2 separate regions of the Pan troglodytes genome follow, and region 2 is linked to region 1. The links are chromatin contacts, called in public Hi-C maps. All regions are on one chromosome and are shown on one strand. Each heading gives the region's core, a stretch centred on a gene start, on an enhancer-like site or on the middle of the called end of the contact. The rest is flanking DNA. Distances are from core to core; before and after follow the strand shown. Region 1 holds the start of MMAA (metabolism of cobalamin associated A). Region 2 overlaps ZNF827 (zinc finger protein 827).

Region 1 (3,210 bases), core at 528-3,027:
ACCCAGCTTAAAATCTTTCCTGACCATCCCAGTCTCTAGGACTTTTTCTGATCTCTAATTCCAATTATTTCTGAATACAAAGAGTCTTCATCTTACAATCGGGTCTGTGTCTGGATAAACCCACTGTAAAGTCAAAAAATCTTTAACTGAACCATTGTGTAAGTGTAGGACTGTACTAAGGTGAAAATCTGCAGAGGTCACAAACTAGTTGCACCTGGCCCACCCACAGAAGGTGTGTGTTAACTAAATTGGTTGCAAGTAACATTAAAAATCAAGAAAAAATACGTAAAAATACAGATCTTTGGCCTGTGTTGGAGAAAATCGGACCTGCGTTTGAGAGACCCCCATTCCCACATGGCAACAATCAGCTAAATGGTAAATGTTTCGAGCATTCACCAGCTCTTTCCATTCTAAATAAAGGTTTTCTTTTGACATCTTCAAATATCTCAAATGGTGATTTACATTTCTTATGGATATGTAAATTTTCATGCTAGTTTTGTCTCTCCTAATAGAATACAGCCCTTAAAAAACCTGTCCTTGTCTTTGACTTTTTAAAAACCTCTTGTTACCCTGAACACAAACCGGTATTTAGTGCAAAATTATTGTAAAAGAATATTCTGAACATTGTAGACAACAGCAAAATGCTGAATAATCCACACAGTTTTTCTGGAAACTTTTGGCTTTCTACCAAGTTGGAAAAGTTTTATTAGTTTATGTTTTCTAAACATATGGATTAGGGTACAACTCTTAAGACAGATAATACAAAATTTTTATATTATTTTGGTTTAGGTCGTCTTTCATTTTCTAATGAGAAATACATATGAAGACAGCATGCCCTCTGCTGAAAGAGATTTAGGCCCTGCCCGGCACGCCATGTGACGGAACCTAGATACTGTTTGTAACTTTTAGTTTGAATCCAACTTTTATATCCTGGATTTTATTTCCCGGAAAAGAGTTTCAATTTCACTCTTTGGTAGGAGTCATAGTGGCTTTCTCTGACGCGGCCTCAGGTTAACCATTTACCGGGTTTGGCAGCGACAAGGGAAGAGCCACCTTAACAAAGCTGCCTTGCTGTGGCTCAGAGATAACCTGAGAAACCTAACCAAGATGAGAATTTTAAAACACTGTTTACGTACAGGGCCTTTTTTTGTTAAACCTTCCATTTGAACCCATTTGCCGACTCCTGCCTGTCCACACATATCCGCACCCCTAACATCAATATTAGGAGAATATTCGATAATACTCTCCTTTTCCTTCCCCCACCCCAAATCCTCCAGGGGGCGCCCCGGAGGACCGCGCTGGCCCCCCGGCGGGAGGGCGGCCGTAGGCGGGAGCCCAGTCCCGACTCCTGGACGCCGCGCGCACTCCCCATACTCACCCGCCCGAAGCCACGGAAGTGCCACCTGACCCCGCCCCTTCCGCCGGATCCTCCCACGCAGGCGCAGCGCCGACTGCAGGCGCGTGGGGCCCGGGGATCGCCTGGGGCCGGGTGGCGGTGCGGGGCATGGCCAGGGTCCCCGTGGACGTGGCCGCGCAGTTCCGGCGTGTGGCGGAGAGCGAGTGAGCGTGAAGGTCTCCCGGCCTGCAGCAGGCTGCGGAAGCTCTGCGCCGGGAAGTTCTCTGGCGGGGGAGGGGAGGGCGGTTTACGTCCTTTGGGGTAGGTTTTGCCCTTTTTAAGATCCACATGAAATCTTTCGCCTCCGAAGTTCGAGGGTAACTTTCGTTCCCTCCTGGCCTTCGCGACACCCTCGAGTCGGACGGAGGCCGAGTCGTGCCCTCACCCCCAGCAGCCTGCGGCGGCCGGGACCCCCGGAGGCCCTTCTTCCGCTCCTTGGAAACTTAAAATGTGGGGTGAGGGAGAGACGCGTTACGTTTGACAGACCGGTGAAATTAAAGACACTCAAGCTTCTCAGAGTGATTTGAAGAAATGCTCAGCGTTCTGCCGAAATATAGTTTTAAGTTTTTAAACCACGGCATGGTTTTTAAAGGCTGAAGGACCCACAGTTTTTTTCTCTTAAAGGGCACCCATTCATTTTGATTAATATTTCTTAACATGCAGCCAAAGCCAGGACTCGGGCTCACTGCTGCAGGGGTGTCCTCGGGAAGTCCCGAGGGGGGAAAGGCGCACAAGCCTGAAATGGAGATGAAAATAAACAGGCATAATATTTGCTACCTCACTGCGTGGGCGGAGTAGTAACTAATTCTTAAAAAACGTCTTAGATAACGTGTAAGTAGTAAAGCCGTTGTATGCTAATCTAGAATTTTTGAGAAAAAATCACCCAAATGTTTGCTATAATGTGATAAAGATAGCATCCATCGGCAGTAGCCAGGATGAAATGACGAGTAGATATGGTTATAAATGGGGCCCATGCAGTATAATTAGTATATGAAACCAAGATGTCAGTCCTCACACAGAATTTGTGTAATGATATGCATTTGGGAGGCTTCAGGCCTTTTCAGCTATTTGATACAGGTTGATTCTTACTGAATACAGAATAATAAAAAATGAATTACTGGTCTCACCATTTTCATTATTACTATTTGGACCAAAAGACTACCACTTTTACTCCAAAGATTGTAGACTCAATAGCCAATGACAGAAAATTAAGCACAAGTCTAAATGAAGCCGAGGATCTAGTAGAAAGAACATAGAATCAGACCTTTCAAATCTCAGCCTATTGAACACAAACAGAATGACAGTTCTTGAGACGGTTTACTTCCTTTCTTTAAACTTGGCGTTGCTCATCTGAACAATTGTTTCGGAAAGGGTTACGTTTGATGAAAGCTCAGTTTGTGCTACCTTAGAAGTGAAGAAGTTTGTTAATTTTAAAATTGAGTTAATCCTTACCTGCTTTTCGTTCTACAAACTCAAACACTTTCATGCATGTCACTTTTTTATTCAGAAGTTTTCTAAACAGTACAGCTTAGGGAACACATTTCCATGGAACATTAGTGTTTTGCAAAATGTTAATAGATGCTTCATGGGAAAAAAATTGCTAGCATCACCAATACTGGCGAAAATATGAACCTGTCATTATGAGACTATGGGAAATACACCTTTGTAGAGCTCTTGCCAAAAATGTTTAACCTGAATCTGATTGTGAGGAAACACTCAGATAAATTCTGAATGTGATTTGTTCGGACTTTTCAATAAGGTTAATAAGGAAGACAATAAAAAAAGGCAGGAGGACTGATCTACATTAAAGACAG
Region 2 (3,188 bases), core at 230-2,729, 190 kb before region 1:
TGTAATTGCCTGATGGGTCCTTCCTGCCTGCTGCACAGACAAAACCAATTCACTGAGACCCTGTTATTGCAGTAAAGAGTTTAATTAATGCAGGGCAGCCTAGCAGGAGGACTGGAGTTATCACTCAGATAAGTCTCCCCAGGAACTCAGAGCCCAGGTTTTTTATGGATAATTTGGTGGGCAGGGGGCTAGGGAATGGGTGCTGCTGATTGGTTGGAGATGAAATCATAGGGGTATAGAAAATGGTCCTCATGTGCTGAGTCCACCTCTGGATGGGGGCCACAGGACTGGTTGAGTCATGGGTCTGGGTGGGGTCAGTCAGTTGCCAGAATGCTGTCTGAAAAACATCTCAAAAGACCAATCTTAGATGCTACAATAGTGATGTTATCTATAGAAGCAACTGGGGAAGACACATCTTGTGACCTCTGGCCACGTGACTCCTGAGCAGTAAGGGATTATAGAAACTACACCTTCATTTTAGAATTCAGACCCTTCTCATAATCCTAGTCTTGTGGACTTTTATTAGTTTTCAGTCCGTGAGCCAGGAGGGCATTAGTTTTAGGGAGGGACTATTATCATCATTGTTTCAAAGTTAAATTATAAACTAAATTCTCCCCATGGTTAGCCTGCCCTAGGCCCAGGAAAAAGCAAAGGCAGCCAGTCTGTGAGGCCAGAAGCAAGAATGGAGTCAGCCATGCTGGACTTCTCTCACTGTCATCATCTTTGCAAAGGTGGTTTCAATCAGAAAACACCAATAAGTTAGTTTCATTTTGAACAAAGGAGAAAATATCTTGTATATTCTCATACTGAATGCTTGACACCAACTCTCTCTGGAAGTTTCTATCATGAGGATATTCCTGGAGCTTTGGACAAAATCCACTTTGGCAGAACCACATTTAAATATGACGCTAGGCTGGGCACAGTGGCTCACACTTGTAATCCCAATGCTTTGGGAAGCCAAGGCAGGAGGATTGTTCGAGGCCAGGAGTTCAAGACCAGCCTGGGCAATGTAGCAAGACCCCGCCTCTGCAAAAAATTTAAAAATTAGCCATGTATGGTCGTGTATACCTGTAGTCCCAGCTACTTGGGAGGCTGAAGCAGGAGGATTGCTTGAGGCCAGGAGTTCAAGGCTGCAGTGAGCTGTTAATAAGATCAAGCCACTGCACTCCAGCCTTGGTGTCAGAGAGATACTGCCTCTAAAAAATAAAATTAAAAAACAAACAAATACATAACTGTGACTCCAGAAAAATGGTAGACCTAAAAGCAGCTAAAGTAAATGGAGATATTTTCAATGAAAATGTTGGGAAAAAATCTTGTAAAGTGGTATTTGCAAAGTAGAACTCCTCTTTAAGGTATCAAAGTGCTTCAGACTAAGGAACACTATTTGAATGTTCTGCGTTTATCTGTACCTACTACCTTCATAATTTCCCCATCCTCTGTTGTATGCACTCTACAGAACCTCTTTCCTATCGGGGCTTTCCAGTCAAAATGACTCATCCAGCTGCAGAATCTAGTTTCTCCGCCCTAAGTATCTAGGAATGAGTCACTCAAATGAGTTGCTTCTTTTTTAACTTCAATGGAATTAGGCTTGAAAGATTCATGATGGGGGAGGGTCCTGGGAAAGGGGCCTGTGCTGAGGTTATCAGGGAAATCAGCTGTATTATAGGAATGGGAAAGAGGCCAGGAAACAGGATAATGAGGGAGTGGGATAGCCTGGAGGTAGAATGATTTATAAAAAAAGATTAGATCCAAATTCTGGCTGTCTTTGTTAGATTATGGAGGCAGGAATTAATTGGTTATGTGGATTGTAGGTAACCATTTTGTGGCAAGATGACTTAAAAGGTAAGATGACTCATCCTAATTATTTTTTTTTTTGCTCACTAATTTTCTATGTACTGTATAGTCACTTGCACCCACAGAAAAACAAGGGGAAAGTTTACTCAGGAAAAAAAAAAAATGTGTACTCTTGCAAATGCTTTTAACATGTAGGCAAGCTTTCGGTATGTGAAAGTTATTTCTGACACAATTTTTGGTCAAATTGTTTTTCATTTTTATGAAAATGTTAATTTTTAAAGCACTCTGGTCTATCTCCCAACTGTTACTTTTATCACTCGAAAATGTGGTATTTTAAAAATATCATCACTGGTGTCATACTAAGACTTGCCATGCCTTTCATAGTAATTAATGTTTTTTGTTTTTTGGGTGTTTTTTTGTTTGTTTTTTTGTTTTTTTTTTTAAAGCAGCCTGGCACAGTGGCTCATGCCTGTAATCCCAGCACTTTGGGAGGCCAAGGCGGGCGAATCACGAGGTCAGGAGTTCAAGACCAGCCTGGCCAAGATGGTGAAACCCCATCTCTACTAAAAATACAAAAATTAGCTGGGCGTGGTGGTGGGCGCCTGTAATCCCAGCTATTTGGGAGGCTGAGGCAGAGAATTGCTTGAACCCGGGAGGCGTTGGTTGCAGTGAGCTGAGATGGCGCCACTGCACTCCAGCCTGGGCGACAGAGCGAGACTACGTCTCAAAAAAAAAAGCACTGGGACATGAAAAAGAAAAATGAAAGTTATCTTTGGGTGATGATGGGAACTCTGATTGAGGGTTTTAGTTTTGTTTCCCCCTACCACCACCTTGTCTCTCTTCTTCTAGTTTTCTATAATGAGCATGAAACACTTCTATAAAGAAAAATTAAATGTTTAGAGGGAGTAAGATGTTAAGGAACAAAGGTAAGATTCATGGTGCTCTGAGTTAATAGGCCGTAAGCTTAATAATTATGGTTATACACAGGATAGGTCTTTGTCAGAGACTGCTAAACATCTTGTACAACAATCTTGTGTAAAAAACAGTGGTCAGGAAAAGACTCCCCAGAAGGTGAAATTCCAACAAATTTTGGCAGAGTCATTTCAGAAACGTTAAAGTTACACATCCTGTAAGTTATTAATAAAGATGTGAAATCCTTGTATGAAATACGACTATGATCACAGTCATTTCCATTTGGAGGTTCACGAAGCTTACTCAAGGAATGATTGAAGTTTGAGGGTGGTTACTTATTTTTAACCTTGCAAGGGAGATTCATGAATTAAATTAATCTTAGGGCACTAGGTGTGATAGAAGAACTGCACGCCATTTTCTCTATCTTGGTTGTTGAAAATAGAGTGTTCAATGGGACAGTCTGTTGTACTGTCTCATTGCAT

What was found. Hi-C and Micro-C count contacts between places; a contact is called where the count stands out from the background.
Region 2: a contact with region 1 is called in a Hi-C map of stem cell-derived neural progenitor cells, with 2.3 times the contacts expected there. The contact joins the enhancer-like site here to the promoter of MMAA in region 1. A contact is called at or near these places in 1 of 7 Hi-C or Micro-C datasets (stem cell-derived neural progenitor cells) and 1 of 1 datasets of contacts at active chromatin or transcription factors (stem cell-derived excitatory neurons).

What each region holds. Positions count from the first base shown.
Region 1 is chr3:147,408,650-147,411,859 of NHGRI_mPanTro3-v2.0_pri, reverse strand. MMAA (metabolism of cobalamin associated A) reads right to left here and starts at 1,777. Exons shown (of 7, transcript XM_526697.9): 1 at 1,379-1,777.
Region 2 is chr3:147,596,027-147,599,214 of NHGRI_mPanTro3-v2.0_pri, reverse strand. The region is part of intron 8 of ZNF827 (zinc finger protein 827); the gene reads left to right. Among named protein-coding and RNA genes, the nearest start is that of C4H4orf51, 130 kb to the right of the region's middle. Within about 2 kb of position 1,479, at least 9 of the 24 cell types and tissues checked have an H3K27ac peak or open chromatin away from gene starts, as enhancers often do. A contact at or near this core is called in stem cell-derived neural progenitor cells, where this site is marked.